Regions from separate parts of the Mus musculus genome. Here regions 2, 3, 4 and 5 are each linked to region 1. The links are chromatin contacts, called in public Hi-C, HiChIP or PLAC-seq, Micro-C and promoter capture Hi-C maps. All regions are on one chromosome and are shown on one strand. The core of a region is the stretch at or near the end of the contact, and the rest is flanking DNA. Distances in the headings are between cores, read along the strand shown.

What was found. A called contact is a pair of places that touch in the nucleus more often than the background predicts. HiChIP or PLAC-seq counts read pairs in DNA pulled down with a chosen protein or histone mark. Capture Hi-C pulls out chosen DNA fragments and counts their contacts.
Region 2: a Hi-C map of cerebellum shows a contact between it and region 1, with 2.1 times the contacts expected there. The contact joins the promoter of Cltb here to the promoter of Cplx2 in region 1. A contact is called at or near these places in 1 of 39 promoter capture datasets (the C10 cell line), 5 of 484 Hi-C or Micro-C datasets (B cells, cerebellum, cerebral cortex and 1 more) and 1 of 115 datasets of contacts at active chromatin or transcription factors (large pre-B cells).
Region 3: an H3K4me3 HiChIP or PLAC-seq map of embryonic stem cells shows a contact between it and region 1, with 7 times the contacts expected there. The contact joins the enhancer-like site here to the promoter of Cplx2 in region 1. A contact is called at or near these places in 1 of 39 promoter capture datasets (embryonic stem cells), 2 of 484 Hi-C or Micro-C datasets (cerebral cortex and stem cell-derived primordial germ cell-like cells), 8 of 115 datasets of contacts at active chromatin or transcription factors (the 230-238 cell line, embryonic midbrain, embryonic stem cells and 2 more) and 1 of 9 other capture datasets (embryonic stem cells).
Region 4: a Micro-C map of palatal mesenchyme shows a contact between it and region 1, with 2.2 times the contacts expected there. The contact joins the promoter of 4833439L19Rik here to the promoter of Cplx2 in region 1. A contact is called at or near these places in 1 of 39 promoter capture datasets (pre-B cells), 2 of 484 Hi-C or Micro-C datasets (embryonic stem cells and palatal mesenchyme) and 1 of 9 other capture datasets (pancreatic islet).
Region 5: a contact with region 1 is called in a promoter capture Hi-C map of adipose tissue. The contact joins the promoter of Simc1 here to the promoter of Cplx2 in region 1. A contact is called at or near these places in 2 of 484 Hi-C or Micro-C datasets (embryonic stem cells and pro-B cells) and 2 of 9 other capture datasets (adipose tissue and pancreatic islet).

The regions. Positions count from the first base shown.
Region 1 is chr13:54,369,732-54,373,424 of GRCm38.p6, reverse strand. It overlaps Cplx2 (complexin 2), which reads right to left and starts at 2,076. Exons shown (of 4, transcript NM_009946.3): 1 at 1,850-2,076. All of the region lies in intron 1 of LOC115488208 (a long non-coding RNA gene), which reads left to right.
Region 2 is chr13:54,609,242-54,612,934 of GRCm38.p6, reverse strand. It overlaps Cltb (clathrin, light polypeptide (Lcb)), which reads left to right and starts at 1,562. Exons shown (of 6, transcript NM_001347512.1): 1 at 1,562-1,857. The coding sequence starts at 1,671.
Region 3 is chr13:54,152,196-54,155,888 of GRCm38.p6, reverse strand. No RefSeq gene overlaps it. Among named protein-coding and RNA genes, the nearest start is that of Gm34640, 28 kb to the left of the region's middle. Within about 2 kb of position 1,963, at least 29 of the 459 cell types and tissues checked have an H3K27ac peak or open chromatin away from gene starts, as enhancers often do. A contact at or near this core is called in embryonic stem cells, pro-B cells and stem cell-derived primordial germ cell-like cells, where this site is marked.
Region 4 is chr13:54,563,661-54,567,353 of GRCm38.p6, reverse strand. It overlaps 4833439L19Rik (RIKEN cDNA 4833439L19 gene), which reads left to right and starts at 1,972. Exons shown (of 9, transcript NM_133797.4): 1 at 1,972-2,172; 2 at 2,733-2,839; 3 at 3,082-3,169. The coding sequence starts at 3,142.
Region 5 is chr13:54,501,992-54,505,684 of GRCm38.p6, reverse strand. Simc1 (SUMO-interacting motifs containing 1) reads right to left here and starts at 1,880. Exons shown (of 10, transcript NM_176987.4): 1 at 1,681-1,880. The coding sequence starts at 1,809. It overlaps LOC115486438 (a long non-coding RNA gene), which reads left to right and starts at 1,371. Exons shown (of 3, transcript NR_168901.1): 1 at 1,371-1,916.

The DNA.
Region 1 (3,693 bases), core at 827-3,326:
GTCATAGGCATCCACAACAGTGCCAACTTTTCTAAGACCCTTTGCTAACAGTACTTCCCTTCGTGCAGACCCTGTTCTCCCTGACACGACAGGATGGGTTGCTTTTGTGAGACCTAAAGCACTTTCTATTCATGCTCTTGCTGTCTGGGTATCGTTTCTTTGTGATCTGGGGAGCTTCTCTGTTGCCTGTCTTACCCATTTCACCTATCTGGAGGCTCCTCAGAGGATATCCTCTTCAGCGTGCTTGCTCAGTGGAATTTAGTGTTGTGTGCACGGGCTCAAAGCATGAGCCTGCATGTCTGATTCTAAACCTCTTAGACACTGGCGTGTGTGTGTGTGTGTGTGTGTGTGTGTGTGTGTGTGTGTGTGTGTGTGTGTGTGTGCGTGCGCGCCTGGAGCTACCAGGAGGACCGCGGGAGAGAGGGCCTGCAGATTGTGTGCAGTTGAGAATTTGGGCCTCACCGCCAGGAGGCGCTCCTCAGCGGTGCTGCGGAAAGCTGCCGTCTGTCTCCGCGCGGGAAGGAAGCTGGTGGGGGTGGAGGATGGTGCTGCTGGTAGGGTGTTGGACTGGGGGAAAGGGGGAGGGGGTGTAGGTAGGCTGATGCAAATGTTTCCATGCTGCCAGTCACCGGGGACCCAGGGCAGGCCCCTCATCTTTCCTCCAGACCCCACACTCCCACACCCCTGCTGTCAGTCCCAGCCAAAGGCAGCTAAGGCACCTGCTCTAGTTCCAGTTCGAGTCCCAGAAACCGGGCCCCTCCTTCTGACAAGCACACATGAGCACCTGCAGTGTTTGTCTTTGCGGCTGTTTTTCTCTGATTCAAGTACGGGCTACAATCACAACTCAATTCAACACTCCGTTGTTTTTTTGTTTTTTGTTTTTTTGCAAGGGACTCCACGCTAATGGCAGTGGCTGAGACAGAGGACGTCTCCCCTACTTCCCCACCCCACGCCCCTAGCAGCAAGACGTCTCAGAGGTGGCGGGGAGGGTGTGTGTGTGTGGGGGGGGGGGGGCGGGGGGTGCAGCGAGGTCCGGCCAGAGTAAAAGGATCAGTCGTCTGGGTCATGAAAGTGCGGGGGTTTTCCCCCCACAGAAGAGAGGGCAGGCTTCCAGGCGCCGCTCCCCCGGCCCTCATGGAGACCAACAGCTCTGCCCTGGGGCCCTTAGTTGGTCAGTGCGTGTCCCCTTCCCCCAACACTTGCCTCTCAATTCTGAACCTTCGCCTGCTCTTAAACTTTGCCAGGGAGAGGAGGGTCTGAGACTGAGGAGCAGCCTGTGACCCTGCACAGGCTCGTGCTACTCCAACAGCGCTCCTGCGGGAAGAGGACAAATAGCCCCCCTGCCCCCCACCGACGTGGCCTCTCCTCTCTCCACCTGGCCTCTGCCACCCTCGGGTTCCCTTGGGAACCGAACTCTACCCCTCGGGGTGACTCTCTGCTCCTGTAGCAGAGGGTCCGGGAGGGCTTCAGGGGTAGCCACACCCCAAGCAGCCGAGGACCACGTCCCCCACCCTAGTCTTGCGGGCTCGAAGTTGTTCTCCAGGTTCACACTTGAGTCTCCGCACTCGGGGCGGTCGGAGCTCCCCAAGCCCCACTGCTCCGGGTGCGCATCTGCCCACATCTTCCTGCCCCGAGTCTGCAGCTCCAGCGGTCCCCCTGGCCTCCGCGGGGAGCTGTCCCTTCAGCACCACAGCGAGCGGGTAGGGGCCGCAGTCCCAGCGCAGCGCCCCGCGGTCTTGGGGAGCCCCTCAAAGCTACACTGCCCGGCTTCCCCGCTGTTCCGGAGCCAGAGCGTTCCCCCACTGCCCCCAGCCCGGCTCCGCCTCCCCGGCCCACGGCCAGCACCGACCTGGTGGTCCCAGCAACCGTCTAAGCCACTGCAGGGCTCCGGCTGACTCCAGCAGGCGGTGCCGTGTGCTCAGCCAGCTCGCGCCGCTGCCTGGTGTAACTCCGCCAGGCAAGCTGGGGCCGAGGCTGCTGCCGCGGGCGGGCGGATGCCTAAGGCGCCCTCCAATCACGCCCCTCAGCCAGGCCCTGACGCCGTACAGCTTCTCTTCCAGAAGGGAAATTCAAAACCTCTCTCTCTCTCTCTCTCTCTCTCTCTCTCTCTCTCTCTCTCTTCCCTCCCTCTCTCTCTCCCTCCCTTTTCCTCCCTCCTGCACTCCCTCCCTTTTCTCCCCTCTCTTTCCTGTTCCCCCTCTCTTCATTCTCCTTTCCCTCTCACTGTCTCCTCCCCCTCATTTTCCCCTCTCTTCCTTATCTCCTTTCTACTCTTTTATTCTCTCCGCGTTAAGCTGTACCGATCTGCCTGCAGCTAGGCTTCATTCCCAACTCCTCCGTGTTCAAGAACCACAAGCTCGAAGGTTTGGAAGGGCTTTGGGGGCACGAGTGGAAGAAAGGATTTTAAAAGCAGAAACTCAAGTAATCACCTCTTCAGGAAAGTTCTCTTTGGTTACTCTGGGCACACTACGATAGGCACACTCCCGTTGGGGTGCCCAATTCCCTAAAGGAGCCCCAGTTTCAATCACCCCTTCTTTGTGCCTGGGAGCGGCTTCTGGACTAGACAGTCCACTGTCACATCGTTTCTGCAGTTTATGACTGTAGTGTCCAGCTATGCGCTCACTCCAGAACCACTGGTGTGTGGGATGAGGAAGGCCCTCCTAGTGGGTGAGTGGCTCTCTGCTCTGGACCCAGAAGCAGAAAGACTGCTGCAAAATTGCAGCGGGAACCCTAGGTGAGCTACTCCTGGTCTTCTGTAGATGTGTTATCCTCGGAAGAAGGAATAGTTCTCTGGTTATGTTATTCTAGAAGGCGCTGCTTTCCCTCCTAAGCCCAGGGAAGAGAAGGGAGTAGACAACAGGGGGACCCCTACTACTCGCTCAGCCTCCCCCCATACTCATCTTTCCCCCTCTCTCCTAATGAGCCTCTCCTTTCTGCCTGCCACCTATTGGCTCCCCGCCCCTTCTTTTCATCCAGCCAGAGGTGTAGGAAAATGGCTCCAGTGGGGAGGGCCTTGCACCTGGCCTTTGGAAGCAGTGCAGAAGTTCATGCATCCATCAGAGCTATGTCAGAGTGGGGATGACTTCTGCTTCTGAGATGAGATGGCTTCTCTCCCAGGAGCAAGAGCTGCAAGCTGCGGTAGGGCAGAATCCAGGGAGGGAAAGGAGGGGTTCACAGTAGATGCCTTAACGTGGGAGAAACCTTACAAGTCAGAAGACATCAGTGTGCACCCCCTGCTCCCCTGCAGACCAGGAGCTTTGTATGATGGCAGGGCCCCTCTATTTAGGTGGCCTAAAGTGTGTGTGTGTGTGTGTGTGTCACACGCTCCTGTTTCATTAGAGACACTTAGACTGGCCACTAATGCCCAAAGGGAGTTGGAAGCCAAGAGATCTGACATTTTAAGACCTGCAATCTTCCCCCCCCCCCGCACCCCTTCCCCTGCCTGCCTCTGTCTCTTCCTTTCTACAAGTTCTTCAGCAAACATGCTCTGTGAAGGGGGCCTGTGCCAGCTGCACTCTGGCTACAACTGGGGCTTTGCCTTTGACACGGACGTTGATCAAGCTAGCATCAAAATCCAAGTTGCACTTCAGATAAAAAGACAGAGTTCAGCCCTGGGTGCTGCGTTTTAAGCTGGGCTTGTGTAAGCACCGGGTCCATCCAGCTCTTGAGAGGAGGCTGGGCGGGGGCTAGTGA
Region 2 (3,693 bases), core at 313-2,812, 240 kb before region 1:
GTGAACAGAGTTGACTGGAGAGGGAGCAGAGGTCCTAAACCAATTCAATTCTGAAAAACCACATGAAGGCTCACAGCCATTTGCACAGCTACAGTGTCCTCACATAAATATATAAATAAATAAAAAAATTTCAAGTGGGGGAGGGGAACTGTTAGGGAGGGGATACCTGGGAGGCGTGAGATATGTGAGGGGGGAGCATATGCTCAAAATGCATTACTTGTTTGTATAAAATGACAAAGAGGGCTGTAGAGATGGCTCAGTGGTTAAGAGCACTGACTGCTCTTCCAGAGGTTCTGAGTTCAATTCCCAGCAACCACATGGTGGCTCACAACCATCTGTGATGTGATCTTGGTGCCTTCTTCTGTCCTACAGGCATATATGCAGGCAGAACACTGTATACATAATATATATATATGTATATGTATATATATATATATATATATATACACATATACACACACACACACACACACACACACACACACATATATACATATATATATATATATAAATTGACAAAGACTAAAAGAGAGGTACTCACCTGGCAGTGGTGGTGCTCGCCTTTAATCCCAGCATCCTAGAGGCAGAGACATGTGGATCTTTATGAATTTGAGGCCGGCCTTATCTACAGAGTGAGCTCCAGGATCAGCCAGGGATACATGGAGAAACCCTGTCTTGAAAAACAAAAACACAACCAAAAAAGATACTGTATTTTTGAAAAAGGTCTCCGGGTAGTGGTGGCGCATGCCTTTAATCCCAGCACTTGGGAGGCAGAGGCTGTTAGATTTCAGAGTTCGAGGCCAGCCTCGTCTTCAGAGTGAGTTCCAGGACAGCCAGGGCTATACAGAAAAACAGTCTCGAAATACAAAAAAAAAAAAAAAAAAAAAAAAAAATCACTACTTTGAAGCCAGCCTCAGCTATACAAGAATTTGAGGTCAAACAGGCTACTAAAAAACAAAACAACAACAACAAAAACCGCGAAAGTAATTGCAATGTGCAATGCGAGTTTGGCATACAATCTGCTGTCACAATACGTATATTAATTACCAAAGAAAAAAGCAGGCTCCACCTGTACTGTACTGAGTAATCAACGGGAACCTAACCAATAATGGGACAAACTGACCCTCTGCTCTAAGAACTAGAGAAAGAGCTCAAATTGAAAGACAAAACAATCAGCCAGTTAGTTGCCTTAAGGAACATCAATGTCACCAGACAGGGAGAAAGAGGAACAGTCCCTGATTTCAGGGGCTCATCACACAGATAGGGCGGCGGGATGCTTTACTCAGTCCTGAGAGAACAAGGCTCTGCTGTGCGCGCCTGGCACTCAAGCCTTTCCCAGCCTCAGCTCCCTCCTCCTACGCAGGAAGAGTACTCTTGTATCACGCAGCTCACAAAATCAGCTCTGGGAGAAACTTTTCGGTTCAATGCACCCGGTGCCAGCCCAGTGCTGCTGGCACGCTCTGGAGCCGAAGGTGGGCTTCGGGGGCTCGAACCGAGGGCGGGGCGACCACCCAGCCCCGCGGGCCCCGCCCTCGGCCGCTGACGTCACCGCATTCCCGCCGCGACTCCTCCCGCCGCCGCTGCAGCCGCAGTGACAGGCAAGCCGGGCGGGTGACGGGAAGTGCGGGCCGCGGGCGCGGGCGGGAGGTGACAGCAGCCACGCGGGGAAGATGGCTGAGGACTTCGGCTTCTTCTCATCGTCGGAGAGCGGGGCCCCGGAGGCCGCCGAGGAGGACCCAGCGGCCGCCTTCCTGGCCCAGCAGGAAAGCGAGATTGCTGGCATCGAGAATGACCCGGGTTTCGGGGCACCTGCCGCCAGCCAGGTGGCCTCTGCGCAGCCGGGACTCGCGAGCGGGGGTGAGTCAGCGCAGCGGCCTGGAACCGGGGAGGCTGAGGCCACCACCGGGGGCGGGAGGCCCAGTCTCGGTCAGACCCGGCCTGGGTCCCTGCTGTACTCTGAGTCCGGCTATCCAGGGTGACCAAGGGTACCTCGGGGGGCTGTGTGTATCCGTGAGGCCTGGGAAAAGAGGAAGGAGCCGGGAGATGAGTTGGAATCTGCGCTGAGACTGGATCTGCTGACTCTGGGGACAGGAATTTAGTCATGACATTTCATCCCCAGGCCAGCTTCTCCACCCTGGCTCTGGAACCCTCCCCCTGCTCAGTTCTGAGACTGTCCCAGTGTCCTAGCTAAGTGATACAGGTGTGGGACGGACACGTCCTCCTGACGTTAGCGTTAGCGTTCCTTTCTGCAGGGAAGCAGGGGGCGCTCAGAGAACTCGCAGCTCATCCTTTGGGGATCACCTGCAGTCCTGCAGCAGTGCGGGAGACAATGTTAATTACATATAATAATTTCATACACGTTACTGAACCCATTTTAGAACTGGCTTCAAAGGGTACACTATTAAAACAACTAGGAAGTAGCAATAAAGAATTCAACCCCTTCTTTCGGATGCTGAATTCTTCCTGTCCAGACCTCACAGTCCTTCATGGGCCCGACTGTAAGTCTAGGCAGGGGCACAAATGGCCAAGAGCTGTGCCCTTCCTGTTTGTAACTGTTTGTTTAGTGGATTTACAAAGGTGGCCCGGACCTCTGCGTGTGGCTTCAGACATAAGGGTTCAGGACCTTTTTCCTGCATTGTTATGTTTATCATTGATACTTCTGCCCCAAGGAACAATTTCTTATAAATATATTTAAATATTTAGTACAAATATGGACCTTCATGGTGACCCTCCTAGTAGACCTTGTTATTTTTTGGTGTCATGTTAAAGAGGTTTAATGGTCCTGTTGGAAATAAATATTGTATGTATACATTCATCTTTCTTTCCTTCCACACTTGCTGTGTTGCCGTCCCCACTGGGAACACAGAAGGAAGAAACTGTATCTATGGCCCAGCGTTTGAAGAAACTCTGACATAAGTGTAATAAGCCTTTTGTAACATACACGGAACTGGAGTTTGAGGGGCTATCAGGATGGCTTGTCAAGTAAATGTAAATCAGCCCAGCCTGGTGACACCTGAGCTCACGCCCTGGAACCCTCATGGCGGTAGATAGAACTCACTCCCACAAATTGTCCCCCCGACCTCGCATACATGCCTGCACCACACACACACACACACACACACAAACACACACAAGTAAAGAAAATATAAATAATAATAATTAAAAAGAAAAAACTGGAGTTTGAATGTCTTGCCTAGGGCCACACAGCCGTGAGTGATAGGTCTGGGGCTTGATTTCAGGCCTCCTAGTTATGATCTTCCAAAGGGCAGCTGTGCTGGTCTCCTTAGGAGATGATTGGATACAGCAGGGAGAAGCAGGGGCCTATCCAAGCCAGCCATGCAGCTCTGAAATAGCAGCTCTCAGTCCCTCAGCCCTTCATTGTCCCTGGGAACCTCCTAAGTTCCTGTATGGAACTCACTTGTCCATGGTCACCCCTTGGGAACAGTCCTTTCCCTCATTAGGAGGTCCCAAGTTGTTAGCAACTCAGGAGAAAGACAGATGCAGTTCCAGCTGAGGATAGCCACAGGAGCCTGGGATTTTGCAAGTTGTAGTCTTTCCTAGGGACTTACAGTCTGGGTGGGTAGGGCACTGACTAGCCCTAGATATGAGATAACCGGGAGGGAGACAGTGGTGATAACCCTTAGGGAAGCAGCCAGGGACTTGACCCTCTGAGGGTCTCCCGGACTCCATCAA
Region 3 (3,693 bases), core at 714-3,213, 220 kb after region 1:
TCTATGGTACAGCATCTGTTACTCTCTTTCAGGACCCTTACAGTGGTTATGAGTCTCTCTGGCATACCGTCATCGAGACGGACAGTAACAGCGTCCTCTGGGTGTAAGCACAAATATCCAGAAGGCAGTTTGGCAAAACACCAGTGTCTTAGGGTTTTACTGCTGTGATCAGACATCATGACCAAGGCAACTCTTTTAAGGACAACATTTAATTGGGGCTGGCTTATAGGTTCAGAGGTTCAGTCCATTATCATCAAGGCAGGAACATGGCAGCATCCAGGCAGGCATGGTGCAGGAGGAGCTGAGAGTTCTCCATCTTCATCTGAAGGCTGCTGCTAGCAAAATACTGGCTTTGAGGCAGCTAGGATGAGGTTCTTAAAGCCCAAGCCCACAGTGACACACCTACTCCAACAAGGCCACACCTACTCCAACAAGGCCACACCTTCTAATAGTGCCACTCCCTGACATAGAAAAACCATAACAAAACATAACTACACAAAAGCAGTGGCTTCATCGGTGGAGCCTATGACTCCACCAGTCACAAGATTTAATCTTGGCTAAGGTACTAATTGTGAGTTGCCCACTGTGGAACAAAACTTGCATACAATTGGGAAGCAGTTGGTTACACCCATGACAGTCATGTCAATATTGGAAAAGAAGGCCCATTTTGCCTGGTATGTTTATATTTCTTAGTGAAGAGTCCATAGCTGACCAGAACTAGCATCCTCTAGTGCTATAAAGGCCAGCCAATAAAGAGGCAGCTTCCAGCTTGGTCCCAACCTGATTTCTCCATGTCTTCTATCCAAAGCATGTGGGGTCTTCAGCGATGGGGTCTGTCTTAGTTAGGATTTCAATTGTTGTGAAGAGACACTATGACCATAGAAACTCTTATCAAGGACAACAGTTAACTGGGGCTTTTTTACAGTTCAAAGCTTTAGTCTGTTATTGTCATGGTGGGAAGCATGGCAGCAAGCAGGCAGACATGGTGCTGGAGAGGTAGCAGAGAGTTCTACATCTGGATCTATAGGCAGCAGGAGGACACAGTGAGCCACTAGGCCTGGACTGAGCCCACCTCCCAGTGACGCACTTCCTTCAACAAGGCCACGCCTACTCCAACAAAGCCACACTTACAATTAAGCTACTCCTTATGAGTCTCTGGGGGCTATTTTCATTCAGACAAACCACAGGGTCTTACTGTGTAGTCCTAACTAACACCAGTGGCAGTATCCTTTATTCTTTATGAGGCTTTGGGAGTCTCTCTAGCCACAACTCATATGGCTATAACCTCTGCTTGCTAATGGCATTTTTACTTAACAATCTTATGACCCATGAAAGCATCGTTTGCCATTTACGGAGAATGTCTTTATTTAAGATTCTTAGCTGTTAGCGCTATTGTTAGATATTTTTACAAGTCTGCAAGGCACTCGTGTATATCTAGGTGTTCCAGTTTCATTTCTGTTGCTAAAGTACCCCAGTGAAAAGCCATGTAGGGAAGGCAAGGGTTTATGAGGCCTACAATCCCAGTTACAGTCCTTTATTTTGGAGATGTCAAGGCACAGACTTAACGCATCATTTCCAGAATCAAGAACAGAAAGGCTATGTAAGAAGATCACTGCTTGCTCGAGCTAAGGCTCAGGGCCCAGGCAAGACAGCAATGCAGATGGGCAAGTGGCATAGGGACTAGGATAGATGTCTCAGTCAGTCTCTCTCTCTCAGTCTCTTGTCTACACACACACACACACACACACACACACACACACACACACACTCACATACATCGAGACAGGGGTGGGGAGCAGATGGAGTCACCTACTCCCTCCAGAGATGAGCTGGTCTCTCAGGAGGAGGATCCCATCACCCAGCACTGCTTCGCAAAACTTGAGCTTTTCCCAAGGGAAGTGAGGAGGCAGCGTGCTGCTCTCAGCAGGCCACGGACCCTGCTCCTCCCCCTGGCTGCTTTGCTCGACTCCTGCTGGAAGTCAGAGGCGGAGTTCAGGGGTGTCACCTTTATCTGAGAACTGCCTGTCCTCACTTGAGCTCCTCCCGCTTCAGCCATTGTTTCCTGTTTTTCAGAGGGCAACCCTACCACGTTCACTGTGCACTGCTAGCACTAGGGTGGGCAGCAGGAGTCCTCAGAAGAGGCCTGGGCAACCCCAGGCCCAGGTATGCGGCTAGAGCAGTGGTTCTCAACCTTCCCAATGCTGTGACCCTTTAATACAGCTCCTCCGGTTGTGGTGACCCCCTACCACCACCACTATAAAAGTATTTTGTTGCTACTTCATAACTGTAATTTTGCTACTGTTACCAGTTGTAATGTAAATGTCTGATATGCAGGATGTGTGAATCCATGCAGAGGTCATGTCTCACCGGACTGGAGCCTCTGAGTTAGAGGCTCACTATGAAGTGATTTCCTTGCTAAGCTGTGGGGTGCAAGTGGGTGGCCAGCTTGCCCTGACACAGGGAAGCTTCATTAATGAAGGAAACCAGTGCGGGGCAGCAGGTTGGATAGAGGAAAGAACAAGGAAAAATAGAAATGAGTACAGAAGCTAAGTTGAGTTGGTTCTTTGTTGCTCAAAGAGTTGCTGCAAACCACTCCACCACCAAATGGAAGCCTTCCTGATATCCGGAGTAGGAGTGGTCCTCGTACTTCGGTGCTCAGCTGCTTTGGGCTTTTGTCTTCTTGCTCTTGGACTGGGAAACTGCTCTTCTCCCCTTATTACTGCCTGATCCTCATAGCAGTCAGCACCATTAGGTGCATTAGCTTCTTCCTAAGCGGCCGTGTGCATTTTAATTGGCTGCCTGGAGAGCTTGTTAAGAAGTCAGTAGGGAAGAATGCTGAGTTTGATTAGTTATGTCTGTTGTGGGGACCCATGCGGAAGGAGGGCAGATTCCTGTGCATCAGTAGGGAAGGATGCTGAGTTTGATTAGCTATGTTTATCTTAGGGACCGGTACATAAGGAGGGCAGATTGCTGTGCTGCAACCTGCCAGTGGATGTGAATCAATCTTGGTCTGATTTTATCTATGCCAGTATTATCAATAGACGGGAGTCTTAACCGATTTTCCAAAACCGATTTCCCAAATTGGTGCCATTTATCAACCCCATTGAGAAAATGGAGGTGGAAAGATCTGTAGTCAGAGGTGACTGAGGAGCCTGGAGTAGAGGGAGATTCATAAAGGATGTGGACCAGAGGCCACATCTTGCCTCCAGCACCTTCATGCACAATTATTCCCCTCCCATGACACCTGCATATGAAGCAGACACCCAGTCTGGCCTGCAGGGGTCTCACCTGTCAACTGAGCCAGATGCTCTGGTGCCTTGTTTCTAGCAGATGCTATTTGTGTCCTGTGCTTGTGTCCCTGTGAGATGTTGTGGTGGTTTGAATAGGTATGGTTTGAGTGCTTGCTTGGCCATAGGGGCTGGCACTGTTAGGAGGTATGGCCTTATTGGAGGAAGTGTGTCACTGTGGGGTTGGGCTTTGAGGTCTCCAATACTCAAGCTCTACCCAGTGTGGCACACTGTCTCCTGCTGCCTGAGATTTTAGATATAGGACTATCAGCTCCTCCAGCATCATGTCTGCCTGCTTCCTGCCATGATGATAATGGACTGAACCTCAGAAACTGTAAGCCAGCCCCAGTTAAATGGTTCTCTTTCTAAGAGTTTCCTTGATCATGGTGTCTCTCCCCAGCAATGA
Region 4 (3,693 bases), core at 723-3,222, 190 kb before region 1:
CCTAGCACCCTGGCCCTGGCCAATGATGTTCACTCACCCTGAAAGCCTCCATCCCCTCGAAGGTTTAAATAGCGTTTATTCCCTCCATTAAATGAGCTGCCTCACTGAAGCTCTCTCCTAAGAGTCCGTTCTCAATGTGCTCACTGCCACCTGAGGTCTCTTGCTCCTGGTTGTCCTGCCTCGGTTTCTCTCTCAGGATCTACCAGTTGCAATAGTAGCCAATCACATGTACTCACATACATAAAATAAATAAATAAATCTTAAAACAAGATATTTTCAAAATATTTCATTTGTTTTTAAAAAAAGACATTTTAACCTTATAAAAGATTTGTTTTTTAAATGTGTGTGTGTTTGTTTGTCTTTTTTTTTTTTAAAGAATTTATTTATTTCATGTATGTGAATACACTGTCACTGTCTTCAGACACAACAGAAGAGGGCATCAGATCCCATTACAGATGGTTGTGAGCCACCATGTGGTTGCTGGGAATTGAACTCAGGACCTCTAGGAACAGTAGTCAGTCCTTTTAACCACTGAGCCATCTCTCCAGCCCTGTGTTTGTTTTGCTTGCATAGATGTGTGCCTGTCTGTCATTCACATGCTGAGGCTGTAAAAGGGCATTGGACCCCTTGGATGAAGAGTGATAAGCAGCTGTGAGCTGTCCTATGGGTGCTGGAAATTGAATCTGGGTCCTTTGGAACGGCAGCCAGTGTTCTCCATTGAGGAGCCTTCACTTCCGTCCCCATGTTTAACCTTTTATGTGAGAATTGATCTGCACCCTTTCCTCCCAGGAGCAGTAAAGTAAAAACACTGGGAATACTTTTTCAAGTGTCACACTGCAAATCAAGTGTGTTATTCACAAATGAAGTATACAGCTTACAGAAGACATGAATTCCTGGCCCAGTCTTGGTCCTAACAGAATGCAAGCAAAGTCAAATGTATTCCCATCTTTTAACACCCTCCGATTCTTCCTGAGCGGACAGTGAACCTTGGACTTGGAGCAGAGTTGAGTGTGGGTGTTTTCAGCTTTCTCTCATGGAGCAGAGCAGGGAAGTGTTTTTGAGACCTCTGAGTGGCTACCTCTCCAGGTCCACTTTTCTCATAGTTATTATCCATTTCCGGGGAGGCGGATGCTCCTGTATTTAGTCCTGTACTAGTGTGGAGCCCGCCTGACTCCACTGCTAATTAAAGGGAGAAAGATTAACTATCAGATCCTCTCTGTGTGTGGGAGGTATGGTAGTGGTTCTTAACCTGTGGGTCACGACCCACGAAGGCGCCTACCTGGCTTCATGGTTCATTGAACTGTGCCCTTCCCCCCAGCCTTGAGCAGGCAGAATCAGACTTTGTTTCTGCCACAGTTGGCTAGCCCACCTAGGGTGGAGTCTTCCAATCTAGGTAAAGTCTATTGTGTGCCACATCTGCAGCTTCCTGCAAGAAGCCACCACCTGCTAACAGGCTGCCTGAGCTTGCTTTCCTGATAAAGCAATGAGAGTCTGGCAAAGTGGGGGATGGGTCTCCCCCCTTTAAATTCAAGTATGTGGGAATGGGAGACCGACTGCGGTGTCCTTGGGAGCCAGAAGAGGGCAGCAGACCCTGGGAGCTGTACTACAAGAGGTTGTGAGATACCAAACCTGGGTGCTGGGAACAAACCCAGGTCATCTGCAAGTGCAGTAATTACTGTTTTAACTGAACCATCTCCAGCCATCAATCTTCATTCTTTCCCCCCTTCTCATCCTCAGCCCCCACCACACTCCTTGATTCAGGCAATGCTCCTGCCTCAGCCTCCAAGTGCCACAATTCTGTAATCAAGTAAAAAGCGCAGAGGAAGTGCTGGAAACAGGTGACCTCCTTTCTGGGAACCCCGTGGAATTCCCTTTTAGAGTTCAACCTACAGGGAGGTGTTCCGGTGGTGGTGGGTACGGAGGCACGCTCAGATCTCGGACTACAACTCCCAGCATGCCCCGCGGATCTTCGAGTCAGGTCTCGCGCGACCTGCGACAGTCTCGGGGTGGTTTGGGGGTTCGGTTGCCGGCCGGCGACTGTCCTCCGTAGGGGAGCGTTCGTCGCGCTCTCACGATGGCTCTGCTCTGTTCAGCCCAGCAGCCTCTTGGGCCATCTGGAGCCTCGGAGCCTCTTTAGTGCGGGAAGTCGGGCCGCAGGCGGCGGGCGAGCAGGTAACCGACCGCGGCCTGGCGGAGCTGGGGGCAGCCTGAGTTCCGGGGCGCCGCGGCCTGGGGGGCCTGGAGGGGGGCTCTGTTCCACCCTAGCGGGGCTCGAGGGACACCAGAAAGACCCGCACAGTGAGCCTCGGAGCATCTGCTCGCTGCGAACCAGCCGGCTTCGCCTTGAGGGGTGGGACCGTGGGAAGGTCGGGATTGGCTTTACACATCTCAGAGGCTTTGTTTTGCACCTCCTGCGAGAGAGTCGTGGGCTTGGGGTCGCTAAGGGAGAGGGAAAGGGCGTGTGTCTGGCTTGCGGATGTCCCTAGGACCGCAGTGAACTTGAACAAAAATCTGGACCAATAATGCCTGCTGTGCAGCGCCGCGGGTTTGTTTTCAAGACAAGGGTTGTGTGAGAATGCGATGACTTTTAGTGATGCCGAGTTGGTCTTCTATGCTGGCATAGCTCATTTCTGCCAAGGGGAAAGGCTGCTATGTAATCCGGCTGGGGAGTGGTCGGATGTTCGGTGGACTTAGGGGCGCTGTACCAACCTTGCTTGTTTATTGTTACTTAGAGCCTCTGGATGGACCCTTCCTCAGAAGCTTCGCTAATTTGCAGAAGCTGGGCAATGCTCCTCATTAACATCTGTCTGTCTGCATAGTCCGGCGTCATTTCACTGTGGTAAGGTGTCTGTCTAAACTGAGGTTTGGCTTTCTCCTCTCGGGTGTTCAGAGGAGCCAGCCATAGGATACTGGCAAACTAGTGGACTTTATCCTTCCGGGGGTGTGTTTGTCACTCATTGGTTCTAGCGTGTGTATGTGTCAACCTTACTTACCAGCCATAAGTCTCTGCGTGTCTGTCAGAGCACTGGAATGACCCTCTGCTGTGCAACATAAGAAAATGCCCTATGTTATTTTTATTAGGTGGAAGGGACTCAGCTCCGAATTACGTATAGAAAAAAACACCTGGATCCCTGTCTTTCAATGGCTTCAAGACAACCAGAAGTGCCTGGTAAACTTAAGTTCTTATTGGTTAAGTCTGTACCCCCACCCACATCCCCCAGAGAGCTTATTTTCTCAGAATCCTTAGTACTGATCTTCTTTAGTATTAGGTCATCACCTTCTCAGCCGTGGTATACACCCTGACCTTGGCTTACAGCCTCTTGCCATAAGTGTCTTTTGTGAAGAGTAAACACTTTTTGTTTGTTTTTCCAGAGACAGGGTTTCTCCGTGTGGTTCTGGCTGTCCTGAAACTCTGTATTTAGACCAGGCTGTCCTTGAATTCACAGAGATCTTACCACCTCTACCTCCCAAGTGCTGTCTTTAAAGGCGAAATCATAAGTGAAGTTCAGAGTTGCTGCTAAATCTACATCTACTGTTTTTTTTTTTTTGAGACAGAGTCTCCCTTTGTAGACTTGGCTGTCCTGGAATTCACAGAGATCCTCCTGCCTCTGCCTCCTGAGTTCTGGGATTAAAATGCATGTACACTGCACCTGGCTCAAAAAAGTTTTTGGGCAGGCAGTGGTGGTGCACGAC
Region 5 (3,693 bases), core at 631-3,130, 130 kb before region 1:
GAGGTGAAAAGTCACTTTTCCAAAGATGTTTGTGGACCTCAAGAACAAGGTTTCCTATCAGAGTGAAGTAAACAATTTAGTAACTATGAACGTTGTACAACCCAACGTATTATATGGATGAATCACACCACAATAAAGGTACTGTTAAAAGATAAACTAGCAGCCCAGCAGTGGTGACGCATGCTTTTGATCCCAATATCTGGGAGGCAGAGGCAGGCAGATTTCTGAGTTCAAGGCCAGCCTGGTCTACAGAATGAGTTCCAGGACAGCCGGAGCTACACAGAGAAACCCTGTCTTGAAAAAAAGAAGAAAGATAAACTAGCTATAAAGGTATATTTACAAGCTAGATAATACAAAAATGCAAAAATTATGTTCCTCTCTTAAAGAGAGAGAACACATATTGTCCCAGCTAGTTTTACATCAACTTGTAACAAGCTACAGTGATCTGAGGGAAAGGGACCTCAATCGAAAATGTATAGCCTAAGATCCAGCTGTAAACAAGTCTGTAGGGCATTTCCTCAACTAGTGATTGCAGTGGGAAGACCCAGCCTATTGTGGGTGGAGCCACCCCGGGCTAGTGGTCCTGGTTTCTGTGAGAAAGCAGGTTAAGCAAGCCAGAGGTGGCAAGCCGGTAAAGAAAGCATCGCTTCACCATACGGCCTCTGCACAACCTCTACTTCCAAATTCCTGCCCTGCTTGAATTCTTGTCCTGACTTCTTTAGTATGAACAGCGAAGTGTAAACTAAACCAATTTCTCTCCAAGTTGCTTTGGGTCATGGTGTTTCATCACAGCAACAGTAATCCTAAGACACCTACCTTTGGGTGTAGGAAGACTTCCCAAAGGCAACTTAGAATGAATGAGCACTCAAAATGTGATTTACACGCTTATAGAGTAGCTGACATTGATTTAGGACACATATTAGGAAGAACAGAGAAGGATCCCTTGATTTTTGAAGCCACAGCATGTAGATCATGGTAGGGGTCAGGTCACTAAATTTCTGTGGAGAGTTCTAGAAAGCCAGAGACCACAGATATTTTTATTCCATCACTTCAGGAGCAGGGACAAAGATAAAGAACCGAAGGAAAAACAAAGGTGGGAGTGCCCCGCCCCCTGGCTTTGTATGTGATTCGCATCTGCAAAGCAAAATTAACTGTCCTTCTCCACAACTCAAAAATCGGGGCCCTAGCTCAAGAACTAGGCCCTGCAGCGCAGCCGCCACCATGCCAAGGGCGGCGCTTCCCTCGCTCGCAGCCGGGGCTCCTGTTACCTCCTTGCACACATCTGTGCCCATCATAAGCCAAACAATTACGCGCTCCCGCGCGCCCGCCTCGAGGTCCGGGTGGCGGCTGCGGCCTGGCCAGGACCCCCCACTCCTCCCGCTGCCAAAGCTCTGGAGCCAGCTCGGGCCGGAGGCCACCGCCGGCCACCGCTTGGCAGCTCGCACTGGTGCTCAGTGTGTCGCCCATGTGCTCGGCCGGCTCCGCAGCACAACCCTGTAGGGCTCAGCGCTGGCCAGCCCGAGGCCTGCCTTGCCAGCGGCGCCACCGAGCTCCTCGAGGCCCGAGGCCGCCAAAGGCGGGAAGACACGGCGGCGGGGAGCCAGGGTCGCAACGCTGAGGCCCCGAGGGGGCGACGCTCGGCTCCCGTCGGGCGTGGCGAGCGGCAGTGGATTCACTCACCACGGTTCGGCGGGGCAGCGCGCCGGGGGTCCGAGACAGGGCCCGGCGCAGCCTCCGCGCCCTGCCCGAGCGGGTCCCGGCCGAGCTCTCGGAGCCACTGTCGTCGGAGATCACGATAAAGTCCTCCATGGCTACGGGCCCGGCGGAGCCACGCGCGAGCGGCGAGCGGCCCCGGCGACTCCGACTCCGGTTCCAGCTGCTGAAGCGACTGCAGCGAAGGCGTCGCAGACACCGGGGTTAGTACCCCGCCGGCCCCGCCCCCTCCATTGCCCCGCCCCCACCGCGCCCCGCCTCCAGAGGACCGGTCCCGCTCGGAGCCCCGCCTATCTCGGGGGCAGCCGCGCGCCCGGGTCAGGGCAGTGTCACAGAACCCTGGAGGAGCCAGGCTCCCTTTCCCTCAGAGAAGGAGAGAGAGGGAAGAGAGGGAAAGGGAGGGATAGAACCGAGGGGCTGGGCCGCATGGTCGGCGGGCTTGAAAAACGCTGAGGTTGAGAGGTTGTCCGCCGCCGCTCTCAACCGATCACAGTGGGCAGTGCTGGTGACGAGCCCCTGGCTGCAGGTGTGAGGACTGGAGTGAGCTGATGGAGCCTCTGATAGCGCATTTAATTGACCCGGTAGTGGAGCCTGCACCTGGCAGAAGGAGCAGTGACGCCTTCGGGTTAAAGAAGCCCTGAGGGGCTGAAAAGGGTAACCTGAACCTAGGGTTTTATTGACTGGGGCTTCTGGCTGAGATAAGGGAGAGATACCCACTCTTGTGTGTGCAGGTAAATCCGTGGGATAAATTCCCAGAAGCAGGTTTATTGGATCAAATCTATGTTTTTATTGTTATTTTGACAAATGGTACCAAATTGTCTTAAGTTGTGCCGATTTGCGGTTTCACCAACAATACGTGTCGCAGGAATTTAAACTGTCAGATGTAAGAGTTTGTTGAGTTTCTAGTTGACAGAAACCACTGAAAAGGCACATACAGAGAGCTATGAGGTCCCAGAGTGCCCGTATACTCCAATGCTGTGAGCAAGCAGAAAATATAGGGATAAAATTGTATCCCCATCAGAGGGAAATATGGGTAAGTAGTGAATTCTTTGGTTGTTTTGTTGAAGGGTAGGGACATTAAATCAAAATAGGGCCCATGGCTATTTTAAAAATGTGCAATACTGACAAAACCCTGCTGCTTATGCTCAAGTAACTTCAAAAAATAGAATAATAAAATGTCTTTAACAAAAAGGGGGGAGTTCCTAGAGGCAAAGCTGTTGTGTGCTGTCTAAGCAGCGTGTGATGCAGTGTTTTCTAATCTTTAGTGAACTTCTGAATCAGCCAGAGAGTGTATAATAAAGTTTGCAGGACTACACACCAGTGTTTCTGACTGAGAAACTGAGTTTTGGGAGTGAGCCCCAAATTGGTATTTCTCTCAGGTTTCTAGGTGATATTGACATTGCTTAGAGTCTGGTGAACACACTTGAAGGTTCACTGCTCTGAGTCAGGCATCACGGTGCTTGCCTTGAATCCTAGCTCTTGAAAGGCCAAGGTCAGCCAGGGTGAGAGAAAGGGAGAGGAAGGAGGAGGAAAAGGAGGAGGGGAGAGGGAAAGGGGAGGGAAGGGAAGGAGAGAGATCACTGGCCTGTTGGGCAAATAGCTTGACCACAGGTTTCAGATGTTTTGGTCCAGTGGGTGAATTGTTATAAAGGGATACAGTAAAGTAAGTTTCCTGTAGTGCTATCAAGCATCCATCTCAACACACACACACACAACACACACACACACACACACACACACACACACACACGGAATCTAATCTAGGACTCCATACAGGCTAAGCTATACCCCTGTCTCTTTGACTGTGGTTTTTCTAATCAGTTATCTCTAGCGTCTAACTGCCTCTTGTTCCTCCACTCAGCCCTTAAATCTTTATTTTTTTTTCTTAGTCCTTTGGTTTTTTTTTTAAGCTTTTATTAGATTTTTAAATATTATTTTATACAAATGAGTGTTTTACTTGCATGTATGTTTGTGCACCAC